3 separate regions of the Zea mays genome follow, and all the other regions are linked to region 2. Evidence: chromatin contacts called from public Hi-C data. All regions are on one chromosome and are shown on one strand. Each heading gives the region's core, a stretch centred on a gene start, on an enhancer-like site or on the middle of the called end of the contact. The rest is flanking DNA. Distances are from core to core; before and after follow the strand shown.

Evidence for each region. A called contact is a pair of places that touch in the nucleus more often than the background predicts.
Region 1: a Hi-C map of endosperm shows a contact between it and region 2, with 1.9 times the contacts expected there. The contact joins the promoter of LOC100281112 here to the promoter of LOC109943509 in region 2. A contact is called at or near these places in 2 of 25 Hi-C or Micro-C datasets (endosperm and leaf).
Region 3: a Hi-C map of endosperm shows a contact between it and region 2, with 2.6 times the contacts expected there. The contact joins the enhancer-like site here to the promoter of LOC109943509 in region 2. A contact is called at or near these places in 2 of 25 Hi-C or Micro-C datasets (endosperm and leaf).

What each region holds. Positions count from the first base shown.
Region 1 is chr1:229,338,371-229,341,715 of Zm-B73-REFERENCE-NAM-5.0, forward strand. It overlaps LOC100281112, which reads right to left and starts at 1,701. Exons shown (of 1, transcript NM_001154031.2): 1 at 1-1,701. The coding sequence starts at 1,341. LOC100192620 (putative cytochrome P450 superfamily protein) reads right to left here. Exons shown (of 2, transcript NM_001137835.1): 2 at 2,652-3,345. The coding sequence ends at 3,242.
Region 2 is chr1:229,063,463-229,066,501 of Zm-B73-REFERENCE-NAM-5.0, forward strand. It overlaps LOC109943509 (trihelix transcription factor GTL1), which reads left to right and starts at 1,362. Exons shown (of 3, transcript XM_020546729.3): 1 at 1,362-2,428. The coding sequence starts at 2,022.
Region 3 is chr1:228,604,116-228,607,546 of Zm-B73-REFERENCE-NAM-5.0, forward strand. No RefSeq gene overlaps it. Among protein-coding and RNA genes, the nearest start is that of LOC100191408, 9.1 kb to the left of the region's middle. Within about 2 kb of position 2,111, at least 18 of the 20 cell types and tissues checked have an H3K27ac peak or open chromatin away from gene starts, as enhancers often do. A contact at or near this core is called in endosperm and leaf, where this site is marked.

The sequences.
Region 1 (3,345 bases), core at 451-2,950, 280 kb after region 2:
GCCTGACAGGAACCGCTCCGGCACGAACTCCATGGGCCTGTCCCACTCCCGCTCGTCCCAGCCCATCTCCGCCACCGTGAAGTTCACCGTCGCGCCCTTGGGGATCAGGTACCCGCCCACCTCCGTATCCTCCGCCGCCTTGTGCGACAGCACGAAATGCGCAGGGGGGTGCCGGCGCAGTCCCTCGAGCACGACGGCCTTGAGGTACGGCATCCTGTGCGTGTCCTCCTCGCCGACCTCCGGTTGGTCGTCGCTGCACGTTGCCCTGATCTCGCTGTAGAGCTTCTCCTGCGCGTCCGGGTTCTTCACCAGCTCGGCCATGATCCACTGCAGCGCGGTGGACGTCGTGTCGGTGCCTGCGGTGAGGAATTCGGAGCAGAGGTTGGACACCTCGTCGTCAGTGAGCGCGCGGTCCCCCTCCTCGGGAAGCCTGATGTCGAGCAGCGTGTCCACGTACGAGTGCTCGAACGTCGTCGTCTCCTCTCCTGGCGCCACCGCGGCCGCGGCACCGCCTTGGTTCTTGACCCGCTGCTTGAGCACTCGGCGCGCATGGATCAATGGCACGAAGAGCTCCTTCTGCCGCTGTCGAGCGGTAAGCCCCTCCTGGAGGCGGCCGCGCAAGAGGATCCTAGCCAGTGCCGGCCAGAACGCGAGCAGGCTCGTGTTCTTGGCCACGAACATGAGCCAGCCGTACTGCGCGGACGCGATGGCGCGCACCGCGGGCTCGTCCAGCCGCTCGCCGAAGCACATGAGCACGAGGAGGCAGAACATGGCGTACCGGAACGCCTCCATCGCGGGGGGCGGCGCCTGGGCCCTCGCCTGCGCCTCCTCGGCCTCCCGCCCGAGCTTCTCAGCGAGCACGCGGCGCACCCACGCGCGCGCCGGCGCGAACAGCTTCACCCGCGACGGGTGCAGCGTCTCGGAGACGAGGTTGCGGCGCAGGAGGCGCCACACGGGCCCGTAGCTGGACCGCGAGATGGTGTTGCCGCTCTCCCCCAGGAGCGCGCGCGTGACCGCGGGGCGGTCGGCGAGCGCGGCCCCGCTCTCGACCAGGGCCGCGTGCGCGACGCGGCGGTCAGCGATGAAGACCGACAGGCTCGGCCCTGCCCGCAGGGACACGACGGGGCCGTAACGCGCGACGAGGCGCCGGAGCAGCGCCTCCACGTCGGACGAGTAGCGCCTCAGCAACAGCAGGTTGCCGAGGAACGGCAGACCCGGTGGGCCCGGCGGGAGCCGGGCGCCGTTCTTGCCCTTGCGGGGCCCGTGCCGCTTCCCGAGCAGGATGGCGGCGAGAGGCAGGAGGAGGAGGGCGGCGAGGAGTAGGAGTTGCGTAGCAGCCATGGCCAAATCTTCTTGCTCTGCTTTGCCTCGTCGTCGTCGGTCACCTGTGGTCTATACCGAGCTGGAGAGCAAGGAAACCTCACTCTCTCTCAGTACCTATCGACGTCATGGCTGATGGAAATAGATTCTTTTGGCATCTTTTTCTTGAACGGGTAGAGGAGATGACACCGGCATGATTGAAATCTGCGCCAAAACAAGATAGCGTTGTTTACTTAATGCATGGCGTGAACAATGAGCCCATTTCAAAAAAGAAAAAACAAGCAGTCCAATGCATAGAACACGGATCAGATATTCAGATCGTCGTGTGACCACCGGAGAATATTTTGGGTGGAGATGAAAGGGATCTTTGACAGAGCGGAGATATCTAAACTTTCATCAGGCAAGTGGTATAGAGCATGGTAATCAGATTTCGCAGCAACCACGAGTACAACTGTACTCTCACTGTACAAGGGTCTACTAGAGGCAGTTCGATTCCTGCAAAAATCGTATGCATTCCTCCTTGTTGCAAACAGCGGCTACAATGAAAAAGAAAGATAGCGATGATCACTCCGTCGATACTTCAGATTCAGATTAAAAGTAGCGTACTGAAAACGATTGTCCTATCACATTATTTTTTCCCCAGCCAATAGCAGTCTTTGAAGACTAATCCAGGGCTACTAAAAAATTATGGAGTTGTCTTCACGTGGACGTCACTAGCGATTGTGGAAGACTTTAGGCTCCATGTCTGAAACTCTGAATGCAGATTTGCAAGAACGGAACGAAACTATCCAGGTCCTGGAATAAGATTTCCAAGACCACTGGAACAAGAATTCCTAGACCATAGGAACAAACCCAACACATCATTTCGGTGGAACTAAAGCGGTAAGATGATCTACAAGTACAAAGCAAACTGGGCAATATCAATGCAGGTATCTATAAGGCGGGGGAGCCCGGGATGAACATTTTGCTTGCGCTTTAAACTCAAACAGACCCGTACGAGTCATGAGTATGAGCATACAACAAACAGTTAATTGTACTCAGGCCATTGTACATTGCACCAACCAACCAGTTACCAGTTCCAAAAAAAAATGCAAAAATATCAACCATCTAATACCCAAGCCCACAACACACTAATGGTTTGGTACAATATCAAAGAGGAAGAGCATGAGCGAGAGAAACTGGGCGGTCAAACTCCTCCCACAGAACAAAACCAGTACATCATATTCGTGGACATAGGAGTAAAAACAAGACGGCAACATCATGTACAAGTACAAAGAAAGTTGTACATACCAGTTTAAGTTATCCAACAGAGAGACAAGGACCAACATTTTGCTGTCTGCAACTCATTTTCATCTCCATTACCAGCACACACGAGCATACATACAGTTACTCTACTCTAGAGTCTAGAGGTTATACATTCCACCGACACCAACTCGCGAACATTCCAGTCCCTACTCACAAAAAGGGTATGTAGTTCCTACTTATACCAACAGCACTCTAGGTCGAACTTATGATGCCAACATGATGTACAAATACATTGAAATTTGTACATTACCAGTTTAGGTTATCCAACAGACAAACAGGGATCAACATTTGCAACTCATTTTCACCTCCGTTACCAGGACACATGAGCATACATACAGTTGCTCAACTCTAGATGGTGTACATTCCACCCGACACCAACTTAACAGCACTATTTACTCAACAGAACACTAGTTCATACTTAACCAAAAAGGGAAGCTATATAAGCGTTTGCACAGCACAGCTAGAGGCACATATCATGCACAATGCTTCTGAGATCTGGCCCCGGCTTAGTGTTGGTGGAGCTGAGCAGGGGCCAGAAGTCAGAAGCACCACACATCACGATGGGCCGCTGAGCTGTCTATACACGCATTACATGGCACAAACATGAGATGGCATATTAAGACCTGACCTCTGCAGCAACCTTGCCGCCGTTTGAAAACCTGAGATTACAAAGTAGTGCATCACGCCCTGTAAGCACAATATGGAAGAAGTTATCCACCC
Region 2 (3,039 bases), core at 112-2,611:
TAAGCGGGGAATGATATAATTGGGGTGGTTAACTTAATTAATCATCCAGATTTTTATGCCTAATCATTGAAAAGGGCCACATGAGCATTTATTATTACCTGGAAAGTGAGGGATTAACCACAACATGCCAATGCATGGCCATTTTTATACTCCCCTGCTCCACTTTGGCACGCATCTAGCCCCACGCTTTGCACATGACTCATGGGCCCGGTGGATGCTTTGGTCCCACAAGCCAGTGGCGTTATCCTTCACGTCACTTTGGTGGGGTGGATTTGGGGTGTGGGGGGATTGGGGGTCCGCGTTAATCGCCGTGCACGTTCTGCACCTCTTTCGCTCTCCGGGAGGGCCCACATTACAGCTGTTATAATGTGGTCTTGTCTGCCTCATCACAGCCCTATACTGCCTTTATAGTATCTGTTTTGTTTTCTTTCTACTCTAACTAGTTTTGTTTTGTATGTATAATTGTTAAAGTTTATTTGCTATTTTATCTCATCTGTGGATTTTCGTCTACAAAATGAACCTTGGGTCAAGGTAATTTGTTTTGATGCCCCCCTGATTGCTCTAACGGGGCGTTTGGATCCCTTCATTTTAAAGGAATTGGAATTCACTCAATAAAGTAACTTATTTAGTTTCGAATTTGGCATTCCACCACTTTCCAAAGTTCAGATATAAGCCTATCTAAAATTCATAGGGTGGAGGATAGGAAATGATTTTATGCATGATTAGAATTTGTTTCTAATCTGTAACTTACATGACACTCTTCGTTCTACTCCTCTATAATAAAAATGTAGCACATAAATATCTAGGACATCTTGCTAATAATAGTATACAAATATATTTTGTATAAAAATGAATTAGCTTAATTGATATATGCATAAATTACTATTATTAGAATGGAATTCAATTCCAGTGATCCAAACGGGGCGTAATAGTCGTTGCACCTTAGGTTAGTTGCCACCACATAGAGCAGCTAGTTAGTATTATATTCTTTGTAAATATGCATAACTTTTATTGTATATTTACCGGATGTTATTATACGTATAGTTACCATGGGCACAAGATAACATCCAAAAATTACTGTATTTCAAGCCCAGTAATAATCTTATGCATAACAAATGACTACCGCGTATTAGTATGTAGCAAAATAACTAAGATGATCACAGAATCCAACATATTCCTTCATGGGGATTGAGGTAGGGGAGTTCTGTAGAGAGGGTATTTGTGCCCCTCTCCCTTTTATTACAAGCCTCCCCCATCTCTCTCACCCCTTTCTCACTCATCCCACAGTTTCCAGCACTCCCTCCCTGTCTCTCCTGCCTCACATGCTTCTCTCTCTACCATTTTTTGCCCCACACTCCTCTCCCTCTCTCCTCTGTCCTTTTGGTTTTTTACTAATAAGTTGTATTAGGCAGGGAGGTAAAGCCCCCCTGACAGCGCAGCATCTTGTTTGTTTTATCTCCCACATCATCCCTCTCATCATCTTCTGCACACCTCTCCATCTTTCTATCTCTCTCCTGCAGCAGTACTCAACATTTCTCAACTTTCATCTTCTCTCTCCTTCACCCTACATACCCCCATCGTCTTCCTTACCCTCATCACAGATATCATATTCTCCTCATCTTTCTCTCTCCCATCCTCCCTATTATTTATTGGAGGCTACTTATTGATGGTATCTTAATTATTTTTCCTCTCATCTTCCTCCTCTTGAAGGAGTACATTTTATTTTTGCCAGCGTTCCTGTAGTACTATTAGTGCTTCCTCCCCCTTCTTCTTCTCTGGCTACTTCCTTCTTCTGCATCTCTTTCCCTTCCCCCCCCCCCCCCCCCCCCCCCCTCTCTGGCCTCCTTCCCTTCTCCATACTCTTATCCCTCTGAGGTCCGTCTCTCCTCTTCCCAGTTGTCCTTGCCTCCCACCTTTTTCACCTACCCCTCATGTACTGATCGTCTCACGACCTCCATTCCCCCGTGGTAACACCGGGCGACGTGCACAAGTGCGCGTGTGCGGGAGCAGGTGCTGTTAGCATGCAACAGCAGCAGCACGGGGGAGGAGGCGGCGGGGCAAGCGGTGGAGGCCCAGCGCAGCAGTTCGGCGCACAGCAGGTGGAGATGCCGCCGCCATTCTCGCCGGCCGGCGGCGCCGGGCAGCGGATCTCGCTGGCGGAGGCGCCGTCGCCCATCAGCAGCCGGCCGCCGGCATCGACGCCGGCGAAGCAGTACGACGAGCTCGGCGCGTCCGGCGCCGGCGCCGTGGGCTTCGACGCCGAGGGCCTGGCCGCCGCAGCAGCTGGCGAGGAGGGCGCCAGCGGCGGCTCGGCGGGCAACCGGTGGCCGCGGCAGGAGACGCTGGAGCTGCTCAAGATCCGGTCCGACATGGACGCCGCCTTCCGGGACGCCACCCTCAAGGGTCCCCTCTGGGAGCAGGTCTCCAGGTACGTAACTAGCTAGCTGAATCGCTCGCCACGCCGTACGTCGTCCCGGCGCGCCTCCGCAACGGAATTCTCGTCGGCGGGATGCTGCATGAAATCTCGTCGGCCTTCCGGGACCGGCCCCTGGCGCCGATTTGGTTAGCAGGCCCAGTTAATTAACTACTACTTACCCGGCTAAAGAACACTTCTTTTGTGCTTTTTTCCTTACCCATCCTTCACGAGAACAGTGGCTTTTTCCATTTTAAAATAGCTCGATATCGCTCTCCTTCCCCACTTTTCCAGAAAAAGAAATCCGCTCTGGTGTTTTACCAATCTCTTCGTCTCTCCGATAGGCAGCACTAGACACGAGCAGCAATATTGTTCAGATCCAAAGGCATCGATCCCAAACTTTATCTATTTGGCCTCTGAATTTCTCGCAAAAAAATGGGAATTTTTATTCGCAGTTTCTTCCTCCTATGTGCTATGCATTCTTCTTGGGATTTACCACTGCTAGTGCTGCATGCATGGGTGTATGTGTGCATATGCCTTTCTTTATCTTTTTCCATGGGTACCCAAATCGAGTAAAATTCTACTACATGCATGCAACTTTCATGTGAGGGCTACAGTTGTTGCGT
Region 3 (3,431 bases), core at 861-3,360, 460 kb before region 2:
CGTCGGACATAAGCTTATGTCCGACGGCCAAGGGCTGCCATTGAAAATAATAGTAAACAGCCGACGGCTTAAGGCTTATGTCCGACGGCTTGGACCGTCGGAAGTTACTTCGTTTCCTGTAGTGGATCGAGCAATCTGTTGTACCTTGCATGATATGGGTGATCGAAGCCGATGTCGCGGTACGTTCTGGAATCTTTCGAAAGGTCCAAATCTGTTGTACCTTGCATCATATGGTATGGTATCACTATAGAAATCCTAAAGATTCTCGTCGGCCAAGTTAACTCCCGTCGGCCAGAGTAAAAGTCGACGGACACAGAGTAATTCCCGTCGGCTTGTGACGTGACCGACGAGCATTACATTAACTCTCGTCGGTCATATTTAAAGCCGACGGGGCTAGTACTTACCGACGGCGATTACTTATTCTCGTCAGCTGTCGACGGAAATTAGTTTATCTCCAACACTTGATGGCCATCGGCTTGAGGCCAACGAGAGTTAGCCAAATACCGACAGGAATTAGTTATTCCCGTCGGTTTTTAGCCGACGGGAATTAACTGGATTCGACCTCGGTGTGAGAGGAGGTTGACAACAGGACACCCTACGTACGCCTATTAAATGGGCCTTTTAAAAACAACTTTATAGGTAAAGCTCCTGAAAACCCAAGATAAACGTTGAAGATGGATTAAGCTAAAAGGTAAATAGTAGCTTATCCCAGCTTTACCTGCCATCATCAGTGAGCCCCAGCGTGCCCACACAAAATGCCAGATTTGACGCATACAAAACTAGGGCGAACGGGGTACAACATCATATCGGGATGAGGAAGAAAGAGTAGTGAGGAAGATCAAGAAAAGAGGGAAGAAAGAAAGAGACCAGTATATATAGCCATTTCCATTTGATTATATTTTCATCTACTCCTACCACGCGTAAAGCTGTTTTTTTTTACCAAAAGAGGACATAAAAAAAAAACTAGCACAGACAGGTTCAGTGGGAAAGCTACTCGTGAAGATTAGGGATGACAACGGGTAAAATATCCGCGGATAGTGTCTCTGGACATCCATATCCGCAATTTATATCCGATATCCGAACCCGTACCCGTACCCGTTACCCGCCATGGATAACAAACAGTATCCACATCCGTTACCCGCGGGTAACGGATATCCACGGATATATCCGTTTGCCCACTACACATACAAAATATATAAATCCAGCAAATTCAAACAATCAACAAGTCGTTGCATCTGGAATAACCTGTACTTGCATTTGGGTGAAAAAACAATCAACAAGTCGTTGCATCTGGAATAACCTGTACTTTACACCGGGACAGCCGCGCTGGAGCCGGGGACTGAGGGGAGGTAGCACACGCAGGGACTGAGGGGAGTAGGCCGCAGGCGGCCAGGCGCGCAGGGAGTTAGCGATGTAGGGACTGAGGACGAACTGCGCTGGGAGTCGGCGATGCAGGGACTGAGGACGAGCTGGAGATCTGCGCTCTGTGCCCGGGAGCCACGCAGGGAGCCAGGGACCCGGACCGGTAGCGGGCAGCGGCAGCGGGAGTCTGGGAGAGGTGAGATGGAGTGGGCGGCGGCGGTAGGAGTGGCCGAGTGGGAGAGGACAGAGGAGGAGAGAATGAGAGATGGAGGCCGGCTGGCCGAGCGAGGGCTTCGCTGGATTGCTGGAAGCTTTGAGAACGCTTGTGGCGTTGTGGGCTGTGGCGATGTAGGCCGTGGGCTTGTGGGACGGGTGTAATTTTAACGGATATTCGGGTATTTGAGTATGGATATTGATTTTTCGTATCCGTTTTAAAAATATCCGTGGATATCAAGTGCTATCCGTATCCGTATCCATGGATATAGACTCGTAACCAAAACCGTGTCCAACGGGTTTTTTATCCGCGGGTACACGGATAAATGGCATCCATTACCATCCCTAGTGAAGATAAACCTAGCTAGCAGTGGCGCCGCGATGAACGGATGATGATAGGAATACGATGAATGCCACGGACCTGCAAGTCTGCACGCACCCACGCGGCGCCCCGTGCCCCGGGTGTGGGTTGGTGGGGTGGGTGATCTCGACGGATTCGTTTCGGATTGCCTCCACGTACAGTACAGTACAGTACACGATGGCGCGGCTGGTCCACCAGGCCACCGGGCTTGTACGCTCCGAAAGCGACGCGCACCGGGCTTGACACGTAGACCTTACCCGAGCGCAGAAGTGGCGGCATATCTGCCGGTGGTAACGGTTACAACGTACAGTAAAAAACGTGCGTGGCGCATCTACACGTGACCGATGGCGGCGTGTAGTCGCAGCTCCACCCATACGCCATACATTACGACACGACTGACCCCGACCCGACCTTGTCTATATGCTAAGAATTAAACACGGTATACCTCACATACTGTACGGTTCGGCATAACACACCACGCACGGTTATGCCAAATAAGTAGTCTTAATGTGTTATGCCGAACCCCGAGGACCTAGTAGCCAGAGGGCCGCGTCGCGTGTGTCGTCACCGCGCACGCACGCTTGTTCCAGCCGAAATCACCCGCGCCATTAGGGCAATTAAATGAGAAATCTCTAAAGAGGTTTTTGGGAGACTAAGTGAAAACACAATATATATATATATATATATATATATATATATATATATATATATATATATATATATATATATATATATATAGTATTTAGAGCCCTGAGCTCTATTTAATTACAGGAAGCCCTGATCAGGTGTGCAGACCGCACCGGACCTTTTTTGGTTTATTGTACCTAACTGTGCTTACGCTAAATTATAATACGAGTTATGCTGATGTGTGTATTAGTTTATGCAAATATAGTCTGCGCATATTACGTGCATCAGGCCCACGATCCGGCCCACGCGTTCACAATTATTCAGTCCCACGCCGACACTATAAAAACACCCCCACGCCGCCAGGGATTAGGTTTTAGCGGCGGCGGCGGTTCCCTCGGGCGTGCGAGCGGCGGTGATCCTGGGGGCCAGCAGCGGTGTCGCCTCGAGGCAGGCGACCGATGGTGGCGCTCCACAGGGAGCTCGCCCGCCTCGCCGCCAGGTCCGTCGCGCGCCTGCCTGCTGGGGCTAGGCTCGGCGGGAGCGGAACCGCCGAGGAGGCCGAGATGGCCGCCGCGCTCATGGACGTCGCGGCTGCCAGCGCCGCCGCCTCCGCCGCCGTGTTCTCGGCCGTCGCGTCCGTGTCTGCCGCCGCGTCGTCGTGCTCGAACAAGAAGGCCCTGACGGCCTTCGTGGCTGCTGCCTTCGCCAAGAAGCCGGAGACGCCGACGACGGCCGATGTCGCGCAGGAGAAGCACAAGAAGCTTCAGCGATGCATCGACGAGTGCGAGAGCGGCAGCGAGGTGGTGTTCAGGAGCATTGTTCGGAATAGGGTTTCGTTGCTCAACATCCATAGTCCGGCGATCTAGAG